Regions from separate parts of the Mus musculus genome. Here all the other regions are linked to region 1. Evidence: chromatin contacts called from public Hi-C and promoter capture Hi-C data. All regions are on one chromosome and are shown on one strand. Each heading gives the region's core, a stretch centred on a gene start, on an enhancer-like site or on the middle of the called end of the contact. The rest is flanking DNA. Distances are from core to core; before and after follow the strand shown.

Region 1 (5,265 bases), core at 1,245-3,744:
TATGTTCAAAATTAAAAGTTGGCAATATACCCAGGTAGATAGTGTAGGCCTACAGTACCACAGTGAAAAACAACAAGTTCAAGGCCTGTTCGGGCTATGTCTTAGTCAGGGATTCTATTCCTGGACAAAACATCATGACCAAGAAGCAGGTTGGGGAGGAAAGGGTTTATTCGGCTTACACTTCCACATTGCTGTTCATCACCAAGGAAGTCAGGACTGGAACTCAAGCAGGTCAGGAAGCAGGAACTGATGCAGAGGCCATGGAGGGATGTTCTTTACTGGCTTGCCTCCCCTGGCTTGCTCAGCCTGCTCTCTTTAGAACCAAGACTACCAGCCCAAAGATGGTCCCACCCACAAGGGGCCTTTCCCCCTTGATCACTAATTGAGAAAATGCCTTACAGCTGGATCTCATGGAGGCATTTTCTCAACTGAAGCTCCTTTCTCTGTGATAACTCCAGCTGTGTCAAGTTGACACAAACTAGCCAGTACAGGCTACAAAGTAAGCTCAAGGACAATATGGGCAACTTTAAAAAATCTTCTCAAAACAAAGTAAAAAGATAGGAAGATCAGTATACCAACATGTGTAAAGTTAGGTTTAATCCCTAGTACTATGGAAAAAAATAAAAATAAGACAATAGCAACTCCTTACTTGCAGAGACGTTATATTGTATGTGCATACGAGGCAGATGTTATACTCTCAAATAGGCTGAAAAACTATTTGCTGTCACAAAATAAGCCTATCCCTCTCTATAGAATTTCTTTAACTTAATCGCAGAGAGAGGACATTTACACCAAAAGTGAGAATTTAAAGTTAAATTTTTAATGCTGGAGTTATCCTTTTATCTTAATGACAGTTGAGGTTTCCAGAAAAGACTTATCTTATTCACATACATTTTCTCTATCACTGATATTTTACTGTGGAAAATAACAAACATAGCTAAATATATTACTTCCCCAAAGTAGTAGCTTTTACAGTACCTGTAAGAGAAAAGTAAACAAATAATTTAAAATGCCACCATCGTTCTCTTCCTCCTCTTCTTCCTCATCAGACTGGTGAAATGAAGTAACAAACTTGGCTGTGAAGTCCATGACCCTCTCCACGGCAGGTTCACGCTTATATACCACCATAGCATACTTAAGGTAATGAATAAACTCCTCCTGAAAAGCTGTTTTATCATCCATCTGAAAGAGAGAAGAAACGCCTCCAGAAGCTGCATTAATAAAAATTCTTTATTCCCAACACTGCCATAATACTGCTGAAAGTGTTACCCTTAGGTTAAACTCTAAGGTTTCTTAATAAACTATCAATTATCCAAATCAAGGAAGGGAAAATATATCCGCACAAACTTCTCTTCAGTATATAATTTGTACCTCTGAGAAAACACAAAGCATAAATCTGAACAGTGCAAAATTATCTCATTTTTCTCTCAACGCCTTTGGATTATCGGTATTTTTCTTACCGGATTAATGCAAAACAAGCTTCGCCATAAATGACTCAAAATCAACAGCTTTGTGTTTATTTTACTTAGGCCTTCCTAGCATCCGTCAATTTCCTTCTGTCATAACTTACACATTTTGCTCCCTACCCTTGATCACTTTTATATGTCCTTAACTTTCCGTGAACTCCAAAACAATGTATCTTCCTCACATTCGCTGTCCAGTAATTCCCCGCCGCTACACTCGACACACAATTGCCATGTACGGGAAAGACTGGGTGCTTATGGTTTCCCTAGCTGGTGAAATGAAGGTGGTTTTAAAGCTTAGGAGTTGGTTGAAACAACTTCATCGATTGCCTGAGATGAACCAGAGACCTCCAAGGAAATAAAGGCGTCTGAGATTCCCTGCGCAGATCAACAAGTCACTGAGGAACTGAGGATAACGGATAACTCCCCGCATCCCCTGGCGGGATGAGGATGGAGAAGACGGGTGACTGCGTGTGGCCGACGCCGGGCGTTCTGCTCACTGGCTGTGGCCGGGAGACCTCGGGCGAGCCTCGGATCCCATCCCTCCGTCGCGGGGCGCGCAAGGGCAGAAGGCGAAGCCCGGAAGCCGAAGCCAGGCCGCTTACCGCGCCGTACGTGCGGCTCAGCGCCACCACCAGCTTCGCCTGGTTCTGGTGCGGCTGCTGCGCCAGCTGAAACGCCTCCTTCACAGAAAGCCGCTTCTTCTGCGCTGCCATGGCGCCGGGACGGGAACTGCCCGAGAGAGACTGTGGTTCGCGATCCGAGGAGGACTCAGTTTCCCGCGGCTTCCGACACCCTAGCCCTGCAAGGCTCCGAGTGACGGGTTAGCGCCAGAGTTTTCAAACAACTATCGCGGGAGGATGAGATCTCGCGAGACTTCCGCCGGAGGGAGGGTCGGAGAGCGGAGACCTGAGGGTCCCGGAGCTGACTCCACCCTCCGCTCCGCCCCGCTGCTGGGACGCCTGGGGTGTGGCCTGCCGCTCTCCCAATAGGAAAAGGTGTTTGTATGGGAGGCATGGGCGGGGCCGGAAGTAGTGCTGTGGAGGAGCGCGCCTGAAGTGGGCGTTCAGCTTTCTGAATTAAACTGGTGGCCTTCGGTGCCTTGCGGGATCTTGTGGTTGGGAGTGAAGGGAGAAAGCGGAGGACTGCCGCAGCGACTGGCTGAGAACGGGTAAATCCCGAGCGAAGGAGTCGTTTGGGAGATGTCGTACGGAGCCCGCCCGGGGCTTGGGGATGTCAAACTTTCCGAGGGCGTCCTGGACGAGGGCCTCCGCAGTCCTTCGGACCCCGTGGGTCCGGGCGGGAACTGCCCGTCCGCGATGAGACAGTCTGGGGGACTGGGAAGAGAAAGGCAGGGTCAGTTTAGGCTGCAGCCGCTTGGAGATGCTCCAGCGTGACGGATGTGCTTGACAAATCTGCCTAACAACTCTGCTAAGCAGAGGAGAACGCAGACAGTATAAAAGGAATTTGGGGGTCTTGACTAAGATCGCGTGCTGGATATATAAAATTATTTCTAAATGCCTCACCTGGGACATAGGACATACCACTCCAAAACCGGGAAACTTACTTGGTGTGTTGCTTGATGACTTGGGAAACATAAATGCAGCCACCTATTCCGTCTGTACTGGAAATCTACATTGGTGACACGTATCAGGAAGAGGGCTGCCTCCAGACTATGTTGTTCTGTAGGTACTCTGGGAATCCCTAGAGGACCTGGGGAGATAATGATTCATGGGTAAAGTGCTTGCTGAACACACATGAGGATCTGAAGTCACATGTGATATTTCACATACAAACACCAGATGTTAACATTTGTATGTAGTCCTAGCACTTGAGGGTGCTGAGAGCCAGACAGTGGATCTTAGGCTCATTGATCTGCCAAAGTAGCAAGCTTCAGGGTGGCTGAGAGCCTTTCTCAAACAGTAAGGTCTAAAGTAATCAGTGAAAACACTCAATGTCTGTCTCTGACCTAAACATGCATGTACCACACATACAAGATAAATAAAACTTTAAATAAATGATAATAAGATGAGAACCAATATGTGTGTGTGTGTCATTTGTTTTTTATGTAAACAGACAAACTAAAACTTAGAACATATTAATATTTTGTGACAATCTGTGACCTTTCATTTTAGGTGCTTGCTGCCTTTATTGTTTTGTTGATTAAAAAAAAAATGTCTCATGAGTATTTTATCTAGTTATTTCAGTATCAGTGAAATATAAGGAATCTGACCACCAGAGGTCAGTATGACTATGTTTTGATTAGAGTTGTGGATTTTAGTAACGAATGTTGTATGGATTTGGTATGCTTTGGACATCGTAATCGTGGAACTTTTCCAATATGCTACATTAAATTCATACAGCATAATCTCATTGTAAAGCTTACATAGTTCTTGACTCTTACTTTTATTCTGTGAGAAAGAACAAATACATATAGGAATAAATTTGTGTCTTTGATAAGCTTAAGAAAATAACAAAAACTAAACAATGTACACCATAAGGTTCTTGGATTCCAAATTTTAGATAAGTAATTCTTGAAAACAACTATACGGGAAAATGTTTAGACTAGATGTGCTTAATTTGTTTTGTATATACATGAAATATAAAAGAAAATAGCAATATAATTAGTGTATGTAAAGTTTGTATGTCTTATACCTCTTGTTGATTTTTTTAACATGCAGACTCTTTGAAATGAAAACAACAAAAATATAAAAAGACAGGAAAATTAAAAGCTAGCCTCTCCTGTCTCAGTTAAATACAGACCTGACAGACTATAACAAAGTACTCTTTTCGAAATGAAGCAGATTATATAAACTAGATTTGAGAACACTTTTATGTTTGTTGCTTAAAGGTAAAGTTAGAAGCATTTTGCCTTCTTTTGCTGTAGAAGCAAATACTCCCTTTATTCCTCTGTTCTTGGAAAGTTGGTGTCTTTATAATATTCATTTATTCTATGTGAGGGTATGGAATACGTAACTGTACTGGCTAGTTTTGTGTCAACTTGACACAGCTGGAGTTATCACAGAGAAAGGAGCTTCAGTTGCGGAAATACCTCCATGAGATACAACTGTAAGGCATTTTCTCAATTAGTGATCAAGAGGAAAAGCCCCCTTGTGGGTGGGACCATCCCTGGGCTGGTAGTCTTGGTTCTATAAGAGAGCAGGCTGAGCAAGCCAGGGGAAGCAAGCCAGTAAAAAACATCCCTCCATGGCCTCTGCATCAGCTCCTGCTTTCTGACCTGCTTTTGCGTTCCAGTCCTGACTTCTTTCAGTGATGAACAGCAATGTGGAAATGTAAGCTGAATAAAACCTTTCCTCCCCAACTGCTTCTTGGTCATGATGTTTGTGCAGGAATAGAAACCCTGACTAACACTGTGGTCTTCGTTCTTCTTGAGTTTCATGTGTTTTGCAAATTCTTAGAATTGGGAACAAAACACCCATGAAAGGAGTTACAGAGACAAAGTTTGGAGCTGAGACGAAAGGATGGACCATCTAGAGACTGCCATACCCGAGGATCCATCCCATAATCAGCCTCCAAATGCTGACACCATTGCATACACTAGCAAGATTTTGCTGAAAGGACCCAGATATAGCTGTCTCTTGTGAGGCTATGCTGGGGCCTAGAAAACACAGAAGTGGATGCTCACAGTCAGCTATTGGATGAATAACAGGGTCTCCAAGGAAGGAGCTAGAGAAAGTACCCAAGGAGCTAAAGGGGTCTGCAACCCTATAGGTGGAACAACAATATGAACTAACCAGTACCCCTCAGAGCTCGTGTCTCTAGCTGCATATGTATCAGAAGA
Region 2 (5,265 bases), core at 1,936-4,435, 2.7 Mb before region 1:
AGAAAAAAAGAAAAAGAAAAGAAAAAAGAAGTTCTTATTTTGTGTATTTTGGGTATTTACAAAAACCCAAGCCAAAATATCTATAAACACAGTAGTTCCCAGTATGTTAAAACACCTCTTCTGAGGTGAAATATAAGTTGTTGCAGCTTGCCTCACCTATCATCAAAAGCTGGGAGGTGTAACACTAGGGGATTTCTTTCAATTTGCATGGCTCCAAATTTGCTCTGGCTAGCTGCTTCTTCTTCTTCTTCTTCTTCTTCTTCTTCTTCTTCTTCTTCTTCTTCTTCTTCTTCTTCTTCTTCTTCTTCTCTTTCAATTTCATACAAACTACAGTCCTCTTAGAGGAGGGAACTTTAACTGAGAAAATACCTTTATAAGATTGGGCTGTACAGTCCCCCTGGAGCTCCCAAAGACTGGATCACCAACCAAAGAATACACATTGAGGGACCCATGGTGTTGGTCACATATGTGGCAGAGGATGGCCTTGTTAGACATTAGTGGGAGGAAAGGCCCTTGGGTCTGAGGGTGTTCAATGCCCCAGTGTAGGGGAATGCCAGGGCAGGAAGACAGGAGTGGGTGCACTCTCATAGAGGCAGGGGAGAGGAAATAGGGGAGGTTCCGAAGGGGAGACCTGGCAAGGGGAAAACATTTGAAATGTAGAGAAAGAAAATAATCCAATAAAAAAAAAAGAGTCTTAAGAAGAAAGATTGAGCTGGAGGCAAACCTTGTAGGGATTTTCTTAATAATTTCTTAATTAAGTGATTGATGTTGGAAAGCCCAGTCCATTATGGAAACCATCACCTCTAGGCTGGTGGGCCTGGGTACTGTAAGAAAGCATGCTGAGCCGGGCAGTGGTGGTGGAATACGCCTTTAATCCCAGCACTTGGGAGGTAGAGGCAGGTGGAATTCTAGTTCGAGGACAACCTGGTCTACAAAGTGAGTTCCAGGACAGCCAGGACTATACAGAGAAACCCTGTCTCAAAAAATTAAATAAATAAATAAATAAATAAGAAAGGAAACGATGCCGAGCAAACCAATAAGGAGCACTTCTCCCTGGTCTCTGCATCAGCTCTTACCTCAAGATCCTGACCTTAAATTTGTGTCCCGACTTCCACCAGCGATGGACTGTGATGTAGAAGTGCAAGTAAAACAAACCCTTTCTGCCCTCACAGGGCGAGCAATAGAAAACCTACGGCAATGCCTTTTTAATGGTTGGGATATGTGATGCTAGCTCCCTTACCCAAGTGCTGATAAAGTGCCTGTTTTTGCTGAGTCCTAGGGCATAAGCAGGCTCTGCTGCATTGGGCTGTATTGCTTCAGCTGTACAATGCAGCCAACCCAATGATGTCTGAAGGCTGTCCATCGCTGGACTTGTTGGTTAGAGCCATGCATTCATCATACAAACGCATGATGAACAGGTTTCCAAACCTCCTTCTTTCTTTTCCCAAATCCTTCTTCTTTTCTTCTGTGAACTTTTTGATGTGATGATCATTTCACTGGCTCAAAGTCATTGAACTTCCTGCATTCAGATGTTTGGTCAAGCATTATTCTGGATGTTTCTATGAGGACGTTTCAGCGAAGTTTACAATCAATAGGTACAGGAAAGAAATGTAGACCTTCTTATTGTGGGTGGGACTTGCACAATTAGCTGAAGTGCTTAAAGGAAGAGAGAAATGAGTTTCCACAGAGCAATAAGAACTTCTGAAGCTGAGAGTCACACTCTGAATGCAGAGACATATTCTGCATTGTTAGTTCTTCCTTGGGCTCTCTCTCTCTCTCCCCCCTGTCTCTCTCTGTCTCTCTCTCTCTTCTGTCTTTATCTCTGTCTTTCTGTCTCTGTCTTTCTGTCTCTGTCTTTCTGTCTCTGTCACTGTCTCTCTCTCTCTGTCTTGTCTCTCTGTCTCTGTCTCTCTGTCTGTCCCCTTCTTTCCCTCTCATTTAACTCCCCTTCCCTCTATCCCTTCCTCCCTTTTTACTGTTTCTGAGACAAGAGACTTAACTACATTGCCTAGGTTAACCTTGATGACCTAGGCTCAAGAGATCCTTATGCCTTAACTTCCTAAGTAGATGAAACACAACTGTGAAACACACACATCACAAATACCCATGGTGGGGCCTGTGGCAGGCAGCACCAATGTCCTATGAAAAAGTTCTTCCGTGATTCTATCCTCCACCATTCTTTTACAGTTTTTAAGTAATTAAGAATATTTTATTTGCATTGATGGGTACTTTTCCTGCATAAGTGAGGGTGTCTGATCCCCCAAAACTAGAGTTGCAGACAGTTGTGAGCTGTCATGTGGGTGCTGCAATTTGAACCTGGGTCCTCCGGAAGAACAGCCAGAGCTCTTAACCACTGAACCATTTCCCCACTCACCACCCCACAATCCACTTTTAATGCCAGACTATCTGCAACATTAATTCCTACTTGGAGGCAGGAACAGACTTTAATCTTTGACCCTTATGAGAATCTAAAGAGCCCAGTGCTAGGTATAAGTTAAGCCATTTAAAGAAGACAGAATGAAGGAAAATGATGAAGTTTGCTCCATCAGTGTTATGCATACATTTGCTACCTACAGTGAATAAAGTTAGTTACAACCTTATTGTCTTCACTAAAATGATAGCCCAGCACTTTGTAAAGAAAGCAATTCTTGTTTTTATCCCTTTGTTCTATGTGGATTTCACTTGACATGATTGAGACATGACTGAATAGGACACTTGAAATAAATTTAATTATAATTGATTTACTCACATTTTATTATTTTGTTTGAGATTTTTTTCAAGAATTAAGACTTCAAAACTGGGTAGATAAAACACACAGAGACTTGTATTTCTCCTTTTGGTCAAAAAGGAAAGGGATGATTCAAACCCTTAGTCAAATTTTCTAATGGCCACTAGATGGCACTAAATAACTAGTTCTCATACTTCTGCCTGCAGCATTCCTGCTTTAACTGGTTTCCATTGTCAGCTGGCAAATTGCAGAAAAGAAAAATATAAAAGCTATTTGCTGGAGATTTTGAACAAGATAGAGGTTTCATTAGCGGGGAACAGAACACATTTTGTAATTCAATTGCTAGCAAAATGATCGTCTTTATTGTTATATATTTGTACAGTTTAAAAGCAGGAAATAGGATCAGCACAGAAACACATAGGAAAATGTGGTAAGGCTAAATGCAGTAGGCACTAGCTGGGAATGTTTATCTTGACCAAAGAGGGAGGGCAGGCAAATGAGTAGGAGATAAAATGTCTGCTGAGACATTTTGAAAGATACTTTTAACCTCATATAATAGACTGCTTGTTCTTATATCATACCTGGGCTCAAGAATACCAGTAGGGCTTAGATTCCAGGAAAAGTGCTTTCTGCTTTAGATTTTTTTCTTTCTTTTTTTTAATTGAAGTTAAAGAGAGCGTGTTCCACTAAGAACGTTTGTTTGAAGACCCAGCAGTTGAATTTGATCACTAGTTGGCACTGTGGGCTACATTAAATATTAGATTCTTGAACACTCAGTTTCTGTTTGTCATAGTCTTTCAGTGTTGCAAGTTAGAGCAATACGGGCAATCACTTGATCTATGAATAGCAGCATGCTATTGTTTTTTAAAGTTTAGAGGCAGAATTCTGACATCAAAACACATCAGGTAGAATCTTGGGTCAGCAGACAAGAATATAAACTGGTCCAAAGAATCAGTGTAGGCCTTATCTTCTAAAGCCCTACAGAGAGGAGTGTTAAAGCCCACAAGTACTGAGCAACGTGTTCTTAGGCATTGAAAACTTGTTCAAACAAAGGAAGGATTTGTTAGTATTGAATCAAGTATTTTTCCAAAGTGAAAAGTGCTAACTAGTGATTCAAATTTAAGAGCATAAAAAAATAAGATTCATCTATGCTTTTGTAGATAAGTTACAAAAATCATTAACAATCAGAGTGAGTGAGCATAATGGCCTGGTCCAGTCAGTCCCTATTGGGTCACTTGAAGCCTCCCTGCGCTCTGATAATCCAGGGAGTTCACGTTCAGGCTTTAGGAGACGCCAGTGTTTCAGAGCATTTTGAGCAATAGAATCTTCAGTTCACAACTTTCACCTATCCAGGGGATTTGACCTAGAGCCTCAGAGAGCTCAACACAGACCACAGGAGCTACCCACTCCAGGATTTGTTCTTCTTTTTAAGTCAATACCTCCCAGTCTTCTTTGCCTTTGCAGTGATGGCCCGCTATCCCCTCCGGGAGATAACTCTGGAGGGAAATAAGCGAGCAGCGTGAGGTTTAGTGTGATGGCTGCCACTCTTCAGGACCATTCTCCCTCCAGGTAGTAATGAGGAAAGAGTTTTACAGGACATTTAGCGATGGCACCTGGGGAGTCTGAAAGGGTTAATTTCTCTCTTTAGACAGTTCTTCTCTTCTCGGAGCCACTTCTAGGAGGAAATCTCTTTTCTTCAGGAAAAGATGAAGCTGAGGGCTGTAGCCAGGAGGTGAGGGAAAGGTGCACGGCTAAAGCTGTTAAAAGCCAGACAAAAAAAATAAGATTCCAAAGCCCTCAATAAATCAAAGGTAAAGCCTTTTAAACATAGTGATATGTGGCAGATGGCACATAGAAGAATCAATATTCTGAGTTCTTTAGGGAGAGAACTTAATTCATTCAATGCTCGTGTAGCATCTGATACAGAGATTTGTACATAGTTAGCATCTACAAAATATTTGTTGAACTGTAGTGAGTTGGGCACAAACATACACACACACACATCTATACACCCAGGAAATCAGATACACACATATTGAGACAGTTGCTCACGCTCCCATTTAGTCAGATGACAGCTATCCTTGCTTAATTTCCAGGCCCGTTTTGTTCATCTCTCATCTCAAGGGTTTAACCTTGAGTTTGGATTAAATAAGTGAATAATGATACTTAAGGTTAAGTATTTTTGACGGTGTAAGGAAAATGACAGGCTACTTCCGCTTCAAAGGACCTTTCTGTAGGGTGAACAACTCTTTCCAAGTGGCCATTCTCAGAACAGCCTGACCAAGATATCCCCTGAAGTTGAGAACTTCATGAACTCATGAAGAGCGCCAGCTTTTGTGTGCTTGATTTAAAACACCTGATACAACTGTCTCCTGAGAGGCTCTGCCAGATCCTGACCAATATAGAAGCAGATGCTCTCAGCCAACCACTGGACTGAGCATAGGGGCACCAGTGGAGGAGTTAGGGGAAGGACTTAAGGAGCTGAAGGGGCCTAATCTGGCATCAATGGGAGGGGAGACCCTTGGTCTTGTGAAAGC
Region 3 (5,265 bases), core at 2,030-4,529, 2.4 Mb after region 1:
GAAAATTCACAGTACATTTTTTAAAAGGACCTGGGAATTGCTAGTATTTGTACTGTCGATAAACTAAGGCTAAATTTTTCTGGGAATATTTAGACAGTGGAAATATAGATTATGACTTTCTAAAACCCAATAAATATGGTAATCATAAAGTTAAACGTTTCCTTTAAGAAAATTTTAAAACCTTGATAATGGATGCTACTACAGGGTTTTAAATGCTAATTTAATCATGCAAACACAGCCTCCTCCGTCCTCATAGCTGAAAAGCACAGCCCAGGAGCCAAGGCACAATTACCCAGTGCACTAGGGCCTTATTTTGCCTACTAAATGACTCACAGTTCAAAGTTCCTCTCCAGTGACCTAAAATTCCATATGAAAGCCGTGTGACCTCTTACAGTCCAAGGTAAAACCCATTTCTTTTTGTTTATTGGAGCACACTACAGTTAAATACAAATCACGGCAGTATGTCCTGCTAACGTTCTATTTTGACTGTGGGAATTCAAAATTATTTATCAATTTCAATGGCAAACTTGTAGTTAAAAAGAGAAGAGTCCGACACACAAAAGACAGTTGCTCATATAAGCCATGGGAAATTGTGTATTACTTCAAAAGTTGATATTTCCCCATTCTTGGGGCATAAAAGACAATCCAACAAATCTGTTAACTTTTACTTGGGTTAATTTCGATAGACTGTTAACTGTGACGTTGGTTAATTTAATCAGCATCCATTCTTGAAAACTTTGGTCAACAGAAAAGTTATGAGAAGAACCAGTTAAGGTCAAATTTTGGTTCCATGACAATCCCTCATCTTGACATTGGATTTCGAATGATCACCATAATAAATGCTATCCCCACTAAAGGTCAAGGAAACTCTCAACATCAGCGAACTCAACGGCCACCCAAAATCTGCCTTGGGCGGAGTCCGGGTTGGGGGCAATAACAGAAAACATCCTGAGTCAGAAAGGACACAGAGTAGCCAAGCGCCTGCTTGGTGTCATTTCATGATACCGCATACCCCCTGATTCCGGTACACACCCATGTCGAGACATCTAGGAGGAAACACATTAAAACCTAGATTCAAGGGCGCCTTGGGTCTTCAACCCTTCAAGATGTGACCAAACATTAAAAAGAGCAGAAGTCGAGAGCACTCCAGCCCGCGGCCGCCCGCCGCGCGCAGACTGACAGTTCCTCCCAGCTCTGACAGCCCGCGGGTGCGGCTGCAGGTGCCGCCTCGGCTTCATTAGCCCAGCTCAGGACAAACTCCAGAAGGGAACAACCCCAGTTCTGGTCCCCTCGGTCACCCCGGGGAAGGACCCAGCCCTAGCTGCTCACTCTCCGCCCGCCTTCCCGAGAGTGCTGCCCCGACCCCGGGTCCGCCGCCAAGCCGGAGCGCCCGGGGCGTTCGAGGGGGCTTGGCGGCTCCTGTTCCCACCGCGCACGCCTTACCTGGTGGTGGTTGTACGAGTTCCTCTGCTGCAGGAAGGCGGCTGCGGCAGCCTGGTGCTGCTGCTGCAGCTGCGGGCTGACGGGTGACCTCCGGCTCTGCGGCTGCTGCGGCGCCGCCGCCGGCGGCTGCTGTTGAGGTAAATTCATGGCGGGCGGCGCGGGCACCGTGGGAGCAGAGAACGGGCCGCCGAAGCCGCCGCCGCCGCCGCCACCGCCGGCCGGCACGCTGAGCCCCGCGCAGCCGTGCGGCGACACCGGCGAGAAGCTCGGGAAGAAGGCCGGGTTCATGGACGATGGCAGCCCGGGGTAGAAGCCGTTCTCCGAGTCCGGGCTGGGCGGCGGCATGGCGCTCAGAGAGCCGCCCGCGCCGCCGCCGCTGCCCGGGGTGGCAGCCGAGGAGCCCGGGGGCTGTGGTTGCGGCGGCTGCTGGGGCGGCTGCGGCTGCTGGGGTGGCTGCTGCTGGGTCGCCGGCGGAGGCTGGGGCGGCGGCGGCGACGCGGTCTGCACCGACCAGGGGGTGCCGAAGCCGGGCAGCGGTGGGGGAGACGCGGAGCCGCCTCCCCCTCCGGGGGGTCCCCCGCCCCCGCCGCCGCCGGGGTGCGGCAGGTCCGGGCTCTGCAGGCTGCTGAAGGCGCTGGTGCCGAGCGCCGCGCCGGGCAGGAGGGTGCTGGGGCTGTTGAGCAGAGGGTGGTTGGGCGACTCCATGGAGCCCGGCGCGGGGTTCACCGGCGGCGTCGAGGGGGGCAAGCCCGCATTGGGGGGCTCGGCGGCGCTGCCCTCGCCCGCGGCCGGGGTCTGGCGAGGGCTTCCCGCGCCTCCGTGGCGGCGCCGCGGAGCTGCGGGCGGCGAGGGCGGGAGCTGCGGGAGCTGGGGCAGGTCGACCGGGCGCTGCCGCTGGGCGAAGTCCTGCGGCGGGAGGTGCTGCGTGTGCGGGAGGCTGAACGGCTGAGAGCGCTGGGCGAGCGGCGCCGACTGCAGGAGCGGCCCGGGCGGTGGTGGCGGCGTTGGCGGTGTTGGGCTGAAGCGGCCGGGGCAGTGGAGCGGCGGCGGCGGCGGCGGCGGCTTCGCGTCCGGAGGGTGGGGACGGTGTGGCGGGCTCAACTCTTTCCTCTTCTGGCTGCTCAGCTGCTGCTGCTGCCGCTTACTGAAGTCCTGCGGGGAGGAGGTGCGGCAGCAGCAGCAGGAGGAGGCGGAGGAGGAGGAGGGGTGGTGCAGACTCGGTTTGAAGTCCTGGGAGGGGAGGAGGTGGGTCACACCCGCGTTCGTGCCGCCGCCGGGGTGGTGGCTGGGGAGCTGCTCTGCGGCCGCCGCCCCCGAGAGCGGCCTCGTCGGCTGCTGTGTCAGCCCGAGCAGTAGCTCATCCTGCACGGCCTGGGGATGCGCCACGAGCGGGGAGGAAGAGGAAGCTGCGGCTGAGCTGGCCGCGCCGCCGCCCGAGGGGATGGCGAAGGGGGAGGCGGCCTCGGAGAAGCCGGTGACAGGCAACGGCGGCGGCGACAGCGGGCCGAAGGGCGTGGCGGGCGGCCCGGCGGCGAAGGGCCGGTAGGCGCTGCCGCCGGGCGAGGATCGTGGGCTGCCGCTGCGCAGCAGGGCAGTGTGCAGCACCCCGAACCCGAAGTCCCGCATTTATCAGGCCGGCGGCCGCGGCAGGAGACGCACCCCGTCCCCTGCCCCGCCTAGAAAGCCCCGGGAGCCGTGGCGGCGCGGCCGTGGTGGAAGGATGGGGTCAATGGGAAAGGGACACTGTGACTGAGCCGGGGCACCGACTTGGGGCCCCGCCGCCCCTCACGGAGGCCACCGCCGCCTCCCGGAACCGGCTCCGGCACCACCGCCGCTGCCTCGGCCGCCGCCGCCCTCGCCGCTTAAGAACCCCGGAACGTGCGTCAGCAGCCACCTCACAATCGCGCCGCCCCTTGTCGCGCGCCCTGGCACGCGCGAGCGCGCCGCCGCCGCCGCCGCCGGCCTCGCCCCGCCCCGCCCCTCATTAGCGTGCGTTGTGGACCCTGCGAGGCAGCGGGCGCGCGCGGCGCGTCCCTCAGTCCAGGACCTTGAATGGAGCCCAAGGGGGTGAAAAAAAAGCCGGTGGAAGTTGGGGAGACGGCTAATGGGTCTCGAGCACCGTGCGCGTGCGCACGGAGGCGAGCACGCGCGGGCGTTGCGGACGGTTCCTGGGCAACCGCCCCTCCTGTCCCCTGTCGCACGCGCCCCCTCCTCAGGCCCCGCCCTGTCCCAGCCCCTGGGGTCACGTGAAGTGCCGCTGTCCCAGACCTGCTAGCAGGACTAGGGCGCTAAGCTTGCAGGACTCTAGAAGGTCCCATGCTCTGTGGTCGGGTGCGAGCCGCGCGTGCTGTCACCCACCCTTGCCACCGCTGGAAGGCATTTTTTTTTGTTTGTTTTTTAAGAGTAAAACGCGAAACACCGGCGCCTTTTGCAGCAAACATTTCCACTTCAGCAAGGGGAACAAAGTCTGGGAGCCGACAGGGCTCTGCGTGGTTACTCGCGCAGGAGAGCTCTGAGTAGGTTCTGAGACCAGCTCCTCCTGGCCCCGCTGCTGCAAGCCCTGGGTGCGCTGTCACCACAACCCAGGGGTGCCGGACTCCTCCTCTACAAGTTCTTTCTGGCTTCCTTCCCCCGGGAGACTCTCATCGGAACATTTCCGAAGCTTTATTAATTTTCAAGGGAGAAAGATTTCTCACATCAGGGGGGAAAGGAGATTGTGACTCAGCAGCGGACTTGTTGAGGCTTGTAAAGTGGAAGGGGAAAGGCTTTCCATGTAGACAGAGGAGCGCTGGATGGGGACTTAATCCAGTGTAATTCCTCCCCACAGGAACATTTTACACAGAGAAAACCACACTTGACTGTTTAGTCCAATGATAACTGATCCACACGACATAATAAAGAATTGTATGTTCTTAGTTTTTATTTTTAAGTTTTCCTGGTGCTTAGAAAACTGAAATTACTGAATGGATTCCAGAAATACCTACTGAAATCTCAACAGTTTGCAGAAAGTTGATTCAGACTGGACTAATGATGTTGTAACTTACTAGTCTCTTAAGGAAGTTAGGTAGATGTCTTTCTGAAGCCCCTGTCAGTTGAATTTGGTTCCTCATCTTATTTCAAAAGTATGCAAGTCAAATAATCAGTAAAAAGAGAACAGCACTTCAAAAAGAAAATACTTTATAAGATCTATGTGTGATTAATAAGCTAAGTTTCCCAAAAACATATTTTATAAAATTCATTTACTTCAGAAATTAGCATGATAAGCAGAATGTTGTTTAAAAGTTAATCTCAATAGCATATTTAACAAACAAGGTAGATATTGATCTGGAAAAGTGCTTCCTTTAAATTACAATATGTAAAAGGCAGCATACATTAGAATTAAAAGTTATCAATAAGTTATCAGTGTCAGTGAGGTCCATGCCTGTGATCCAAGCATTTGGGGGGATGGGGCAGGAGAATTGCTGATGTCAACAGAAGTTTCATGCCAGTCTGTCTCAACCTTTCCCCAAATGTCCATTTCTAGCTCAAAGATTTAGATAGTATTAATATATTTTACAGGGATAAAGCATACAATAAGGAACTAAGGCCAACGAAGTCTTAAGAACAGATGTAGTTGTGTTTTTTTTTTCTTAAGTAAGAGTGTATTTGATTGGAAAAAAGTTTCAGTAAGCACCCCCTAGCTCAGTCTATGCCCAGGACAGAGAAGGGAGAGCCCTTATTGAAATTCTCCTCAATGCCCTTCTGCACCAGTGTTTGAACACAAACAAGACTGCTTAGTGCTCTAAGTGCAAGGTTTTGTTTCAAAGGACTGACAGCCCTCTT
Region 4 (5,265 bases), core at 1,172-3,671, 2.0 Mb after region 1:
TTATGGCTTTAAAGAGTGAGGTCTTTGGGAAAAAAAACATAGTCCTAGGTTCAAAATCCCCATTTTCTCACCAGTGTGTGATCTTGAAACAACACAGCCAATTCTATAAATTCATAATCAAATGTCCCACCTTAGGTGATCATCATTTCTTATGGGTAACCCATTCTTATGATGGACTCTGTACTGAAATGATTGTAATAAAGTGACTGTCACAGACCAGGCTCTCTGTGTTGGTAGGGTTTATGGTTTTATTATTATGGATGTTGCCAGAGTTTGGGTTAGAACAGTTGGCAACTCTAACAAGATAGGTTTGGCCACCAGTGCCCCAGTAGGGCAATGAAAGAGAAAAATAATGGACAAATCAGAGACAACATGATGACTTTGGGAAGTGGAACAGAGGTGCCCAGTAATGTCACAGTCAGTCTTCCAGGGTCCTGATATGAAATTTGGGTCTGAATAAAAGGTACCAGGAGGGATACATAGCTAAGCAATTTTGGTCAGTGTGGTCCTTTCCATCACTGACATGGCATTGTCTCTGTCCCTGTACCTTCTGCAAGGTGATTGACAAGCTGTCAGAACTGTCTTTTGGAGACAAGTCCTCCCTTGTGCTGGTACGAGCAGCCCATCTTTTCCTTCTCCCAGCGCTCAATACTGAGAAAATACAGCTCTGAGAGTCCATTGTTTTAATGGCTTAGAGTCCATTGTTTTAATGGTCCGATAGCTGAAGGAGATACACAAATGTGTCTTTAGAGTATCTTTTTACCAACCAGGATGGTCAGATGAAGAGGTCATGGTTGCGAGGGGAGGTGGGAGGAAGGGATGGAGAGGGGAAACAGAGGTTCAGAGATGGAAGAGAACCATAAGAAAACCTTAGGGTGTTGAGTGCTATCCCTTTACTCTCTTTAGTTTTTGTCACCCATCCCTGACAGCCATACACAAGTCTCTTCTCCCCTTCCTCCAGCCAGGACCAGGACACTTGTTTTCCCTCGTCTGTTTAAAATGTTGCTGGAACCTCCTCCCCTCCACGCATGCTCACTTTCTCTCTTCAGAGACGAGGCTTTTCCTTTCGAGTGGGAGGGCCCGCTCAAAGTTGTGAACTCTCAGGAGCCATCCTGTGCCTTTTTAATGATTAATTATGTAGCAGCAAGTTACTCTAGCCCCAGCTTCTAGGGTACCAGGTGAGTGACACAGCTGTGTGTGGTCATTTAATCAGATGGACGGGACACCTTTCACTTGATGAGGCCAGGTCAGCACCCAGGCTCTGCTCATGGGATTGCTCAGCTGCACAGGGGGTGCTGGAAGCACCTCTATGGCAGGAGTCCCGCTGTGGGCCAAGCTCTTTAGACCTTTTTACAAGTCTGTTTTGTCACTGATCTCATTATCTGTTTCTACATCTGCTTCCCCAGCAAAGTCTCACCACTGGACCTGGTCTAAGTTGGTTTTGTACACTGTAAACTTGAGTTCTTCATCTGCTGCATCATTGATGCTCACTAAAAACTTGAATAAATGACTCTGTAAGTGAACTCTAGGCCAACTATCTATATACAGATTGATCTATGTTTATATATGTGCATATCTCTCTATCTCTATGTATACATATATGCACATATTTTCTCTATCCATATACAGTTCCCCTCTATACAAAGCATGCTGTCGTTACACTTATTTGCAGAAATGTTATATAAAATGCAATAGCAGACATGTATTTCTCATTAGATTTTATTAGCATTTCATAGCACCTAGCATTTCATAGCACCTAAAATGAAAACAGCTGAGCTGATGGCCAGTAGACTTCTGAAAGCTTGGCAGACCTCAGCCCTGCGGTTCAGAGCTCTTTGTCCAATAACAAGAAAAGTGGAGCTCGCCACACGGAGAGTACTCCCTCCGGCCCGCCCTCCCCTTCCCCGGAGCAGTTTAAACTAAAGGCCCGAAAGCAACACGCAGCTAGTGCTTAGCAGCACACTGACCAGAGAGGCTCTCTGTGAACCGGTTTGCTTTTCCCCTGCAAGCCAGACAGCAGCTGAAATCAGAGCTGTCCCTGCAGTGCCCCCACTTTGCATTGAGAGAGTGAAACTGCAAGCAAGATGAAGGGTCTCTAATGTTAGCAAGATGAGAGTCCCTAACGTTACAAAGCATTCATTCCACTCTCACTGCACCAGGGAGGGGCTGGTTTCTCTGCCGGAACGGAAAGGAGAGGAAAGCAGGACACTGCAGCCTGTCTCTGTTAAAGACTGATTTACCTTCGTCCACTCTACAAAACGAAGTTTGCAGATTCCACTTGCTGGGCTGAAGGGATGAGATGAGAGACCAGTTGTGTCAAGCCAGAGAACCTTTTAGAAATGAGCGAAAGGGTGGGCTGGGGTAAGAGAGGTTACTCCCTGGGAAGCTGCAGCCATATCTCAGGGTTTAAAAAAAAACACCAGCTTAGCAACCAGTTCCCAGGGAAGGTCACTAGGCGGCCGCTTTTTTTTTTTAAAGTGGCAGTTTACTTTTAAGACTTGGAATATGAGCTTGCTGGGCAAGCAGTGGAAAAATAACGTGCTGAAGAGAGACAAAGGGAAAGCAACTGGGCAGCCTAGCAGAGAGGACTCAGGCTCTCAGCAGGGTGTCCTGCCTTATGTCTCTGGGTTGCATGGCCTGTTGGGTCAAGGACAGAAGGTGTTGATAAGTAGAGTGGTTTAGAATCAGGAGGGGCCATGTTGTGTGGAGCTGCCTAGTAAGCAGTAGCAAAGACTATGTGGCCGGGCATCAGAGCTATCAGAGCTCCAGCGTGTGTTGCATTAGGGATGTTGGCTGGCTGTGCACAGAAGCTGGACCGCACACGCCTAACCTCTGTTTCTTCAACTCTTCACTACAAATGACCCAGCGGCCCAGCAGGGATACAGACAAGATGGCTCAAAAAAAAAAAAAAAAAAAAAAAAAAAGGCAAGAAACCAGGAGAAAAGGCCAAGTAGTGAGAACAGTAGTAAGCAGACTCAGACTCTACAGGCCAAAGACAACCACAGATCAAGGAACTCCACAGACCGCGGCCTCCTAACCCCAAGTGTTGTTCCTCAGAAGCCTGCCATTTTGTTTCTTAGACAAGACCTCTGACTGGAAGCTGGCATTTGGTGATTAGGCTAGGCTGCCTGCCTAACTCCAGATCCCTGCTTGTCTTAGCTTGTCTGGTGCTGATAGAACAAACGTGGGCCACCATGCTGAGTGTTAGCCACCTTCAAAGCCAGGTCCTCATGCTTGTGTGATGAAAAGCCCTTTACTAATAGAACTATCTCCCAGCCCCTATTTTCTGTATCCCTAAAGCTCTGGCATTCACTGCATGGGTCTTAGATAGATCTCTGAAGCTAACTAATTCCTAGAGACAATAAATGACTCCAAGGAAATGCATATATTCTCTTTGATACGTACTAACTGACCCCAAGCTGGCATCTCCATCTACTGCAATCACCAAGAAGTACCCCTCTGCTCTAAGTCACTCTGGAGGCAGGTGCTTAGGGAGCATGTCTATGATCCAGAATATTCTGAAACAAGTCAAATTATTTAATTCTAAACCCACCAGCACACTTACCATGCCACAACCTTCCTTCCAGGGAAAACCCCAGTAAAGGGTCTCTTTTGGAGCCTGATGTTTGGAGAATGCTGTTTTTGGAGACTGCTGCTGATTGTGTTTGGTTGATTGGTCTGTCTTTGTATCCCCAGTGCTGGGAATATAGATGCCTGTAGCCACTTGGCTTTTTATGTGGGTGCTGGAGACCTGAGCTCAGTATTTATTCTGGGCCAGTATCTTATTGATTGAGTCATTTTTTTCCCAGCCCAAGAAACAAATTTATATCCATTGTGATATTCTGTTATAGAATTATAAGACATTTCCTGCTTTGAAGGATCTGTGTGAATAACCTTTCTACAAGACAGCCATGTCTGTGTCTTCATGTCTCACCGTACCAGAGAACCCAGAGTTCACTTTTTAACATATGTGTGTACAGTGTACACATGAGCCAACATGTTTGTGTGGTGTGTGTGATGGGGAGAAGGAAGATATCAGATTGAGGTACTAATATGGTCTTCATAACATATTGACATCTTCACTCCCAGTACCACAGAACCTGACATTATTAGAGGTAGGGTCCTTACAGTGTGTGCTGGTCAGTCTTATGTCAACTTGACACAACCTAGAGTCATTGGAATGAAGTGAACCGTAATTGAGAAAATGCCTCTATAAGGTTAGGCTGTAGAAAAGCCCGTAAGACATTTCCTTAATGACTGATTGATGTGGGAAGGCCCAGACCATTGTGGGTTGTGGCATTTCTAGGCTGGTAGTCCTGGAACCTATAAGAAAGCAGGCCAAGCAAGCCAGGAAGAGCAAGCCAATAAGCAACACCCTCCATGGTGTCTGCATCAGCTCCTGCCTCCAGGTTCCTGCATTGTTTGAGTTCCTGCCCCAACTTCCTTCATTGGTGAACAGGGATATGGAAGTGTAAGTCAAATAAACTCTTTTGTCCCCAAGTTGCTTCATCACAGGTATAGTAATGCTGACTAAGACATGGAGGTAATGGAGTTAAAGTGGGGTCATTAGGGTGGAACTCAACCCATGGCAAACAAGAGGAGGATGCTGGGACACAGAGATAGACATTTGTAACAGAAAGTGAATGAGAAATCACAAGGTGATCACTCTGGGGCTGCCAATAGCTACTCCATCATTATAGGACAGATTCTCCTTCAGCTCTCACAAGGAACGAACCCAGTTAGTACAGATTTGGGACCTGCTTATAGAATTGTGAAGCAAGGAGATGCTGGTTGTTTCAAGTCCCCTGGTATGTGATACTTTGTTACAGTAGCCCCAATCAGACTCTGAGAAAGCAGAAAGAGAGGAGGAGGATTGGGGGGAGGGGGCAAAAGTTGCAGGAAGACTGGGCATTTATGTAAGGAGGGGATGGATTCTTAGACCATCTGGTATTCTTGGCAGCCAGAAGGGTGCTTTCTGCTCTCGCACCCCTTCTTCTGTTGCCCAGAAGAGACTAGGGGTGCTCTTTCACAGTGACATTGAACCAGAATGTTCAGTGCAGCTGGATATGTCTCTGGACAGTCACTGGGTCCCTTCCTAAGCTTCTCAATAGAACGTAAGCATCGAGGCTCATACCTTCACTTCTCCTCAAGCTGTCTCTGTGGTGCTGAATTAAACAAATAAAAGAAAATGCATTTTCAGAATAAAACTTAACATTATAAGAAATGGGGCCTAGAAGTTAACATTTCTGCACCAGCCGTAAACAA

Evidence for each region. Promoter capture Hi-C pulls out the DNA fragments that hold promoters and counts their contacts. Hi-C and Micro-C count contacts between places; a contact is called where the count stands out from the background.
Region 2: a Hi-C map of the N1E-115 cell line shows a contact between it and region 1, with 6 times the contacts expected there. The contact joins the enhancer-like site here to the promoter of 1600023N17Rik in region 1. A contact is called at or near these places in 3 of 39 promoter capture datasets (cranial neural crest, hippocampal neurons and liver), 1 of 484 Hi-C or Micro-C datasets (the N1E-115 cell line) and 1 of 115 datasets of contacts at active chromatin or transcription factors (astrocytes).
Region 3: a contact with region 1 is called in a promoter capture Hi-C map of pre-B cells, with 5 times the contacts expected there. The contact joins the promoter of Cpeb2 here to the promoter of 1600023N17Rik in region 1. A contact is called at or near these places in 2 of 39 promoter capture datasets (liver and pre-B cells), 6 of 484 Hi-C or Micro-C datasets (B cells, CD4 T cells, CD8 T cells and 3 more) and 1 of 115 datasets of contacts at active chromatin or transcription factors (astrocytes).
Region 4: a promoter capture Hi-C map of second pharyngeal arch cranial neural crest shows a contact between it and region 1. The contact joins the promoter of Cc2d2a here to the promoter of 1600023N17Rik in region 1. A contact is called at or near these places in 5 of 39 promoter capture datasets (the 3T3-L1 cell line, cranial neural crest, liver and 2 more), 6 of 484 Hi-C or Micro-C datasets (LSK cells, cortical neurons, muscle stem cells and 2 more) and 1 of 115 datasets of contacts at active chromatin or transcription factors (astrocytes).

Annotation. Positions count from the first base shown.
Region 1 is chr5:45,666,937-45,672,201 of GRCm38.p6, reverse strand. It overlaps 1600023N17Rik (RIKEN cDNA 1600023N17 gene), which reads left to right and starts at 2,494. Exons shown (of 1, transcript NR_073433.1): 1 at 2,494-3,501. Ncapg (non-SMC condensin I complex, subunit G) reads right to left here and starts at 2,277. Exons shown (of 21, transcript NM_019438.1): 1 at 2,069-2,277; 2 at 979-1,182. The coding sequence starts at 2,179.
Region 2 is chr5:48,343,506-48,348,770 of GRCm38.p6, reverse strand. No RefSeq gene overlaps it. Among named protein-coding and RNA genes, the nearest start is that of Pacrgl, 26 kb to the left of the region's middle. Within about 2 kb of position 3,185, at least 19 of the 459 cell types and tissues checked have an H3K27ac peak or open chromatin away from gene starts, as enhancers often do. A contact at or near this core is called in the N1E-115 cell line and hippocampal neurons, where this site is marked.
Region 3 is chr5:43,231,267-43,236,531 of GRCm38.p6, reverse strand. It overlaps Cpeb2 (cytoplasmic polyadenylation element binding protein 2), which reads right to left and starts at 3,279. Exons shown (of 12, transcript NM_001368806.1): 1 at 1,444-3,279. The coding sequence starts at 3,069. It overlaps Gm7854 (predicted gene 7854), which reads left to right and starts at 1,178. Exons shown (of 8, transcript NR_028417.2): 1 at 1,178-1,580.
Region 4 is chr5:43,659,535-43,664,799 of GRCm38.p6, reverse strand. It overlaps Cc2d2a (coiled-coil and C2 domain containing 2A), which reads right to left and starts at 2,421. Exons shown (of 38, transcript NM_001359906.1): 1 at 2,241-2,421.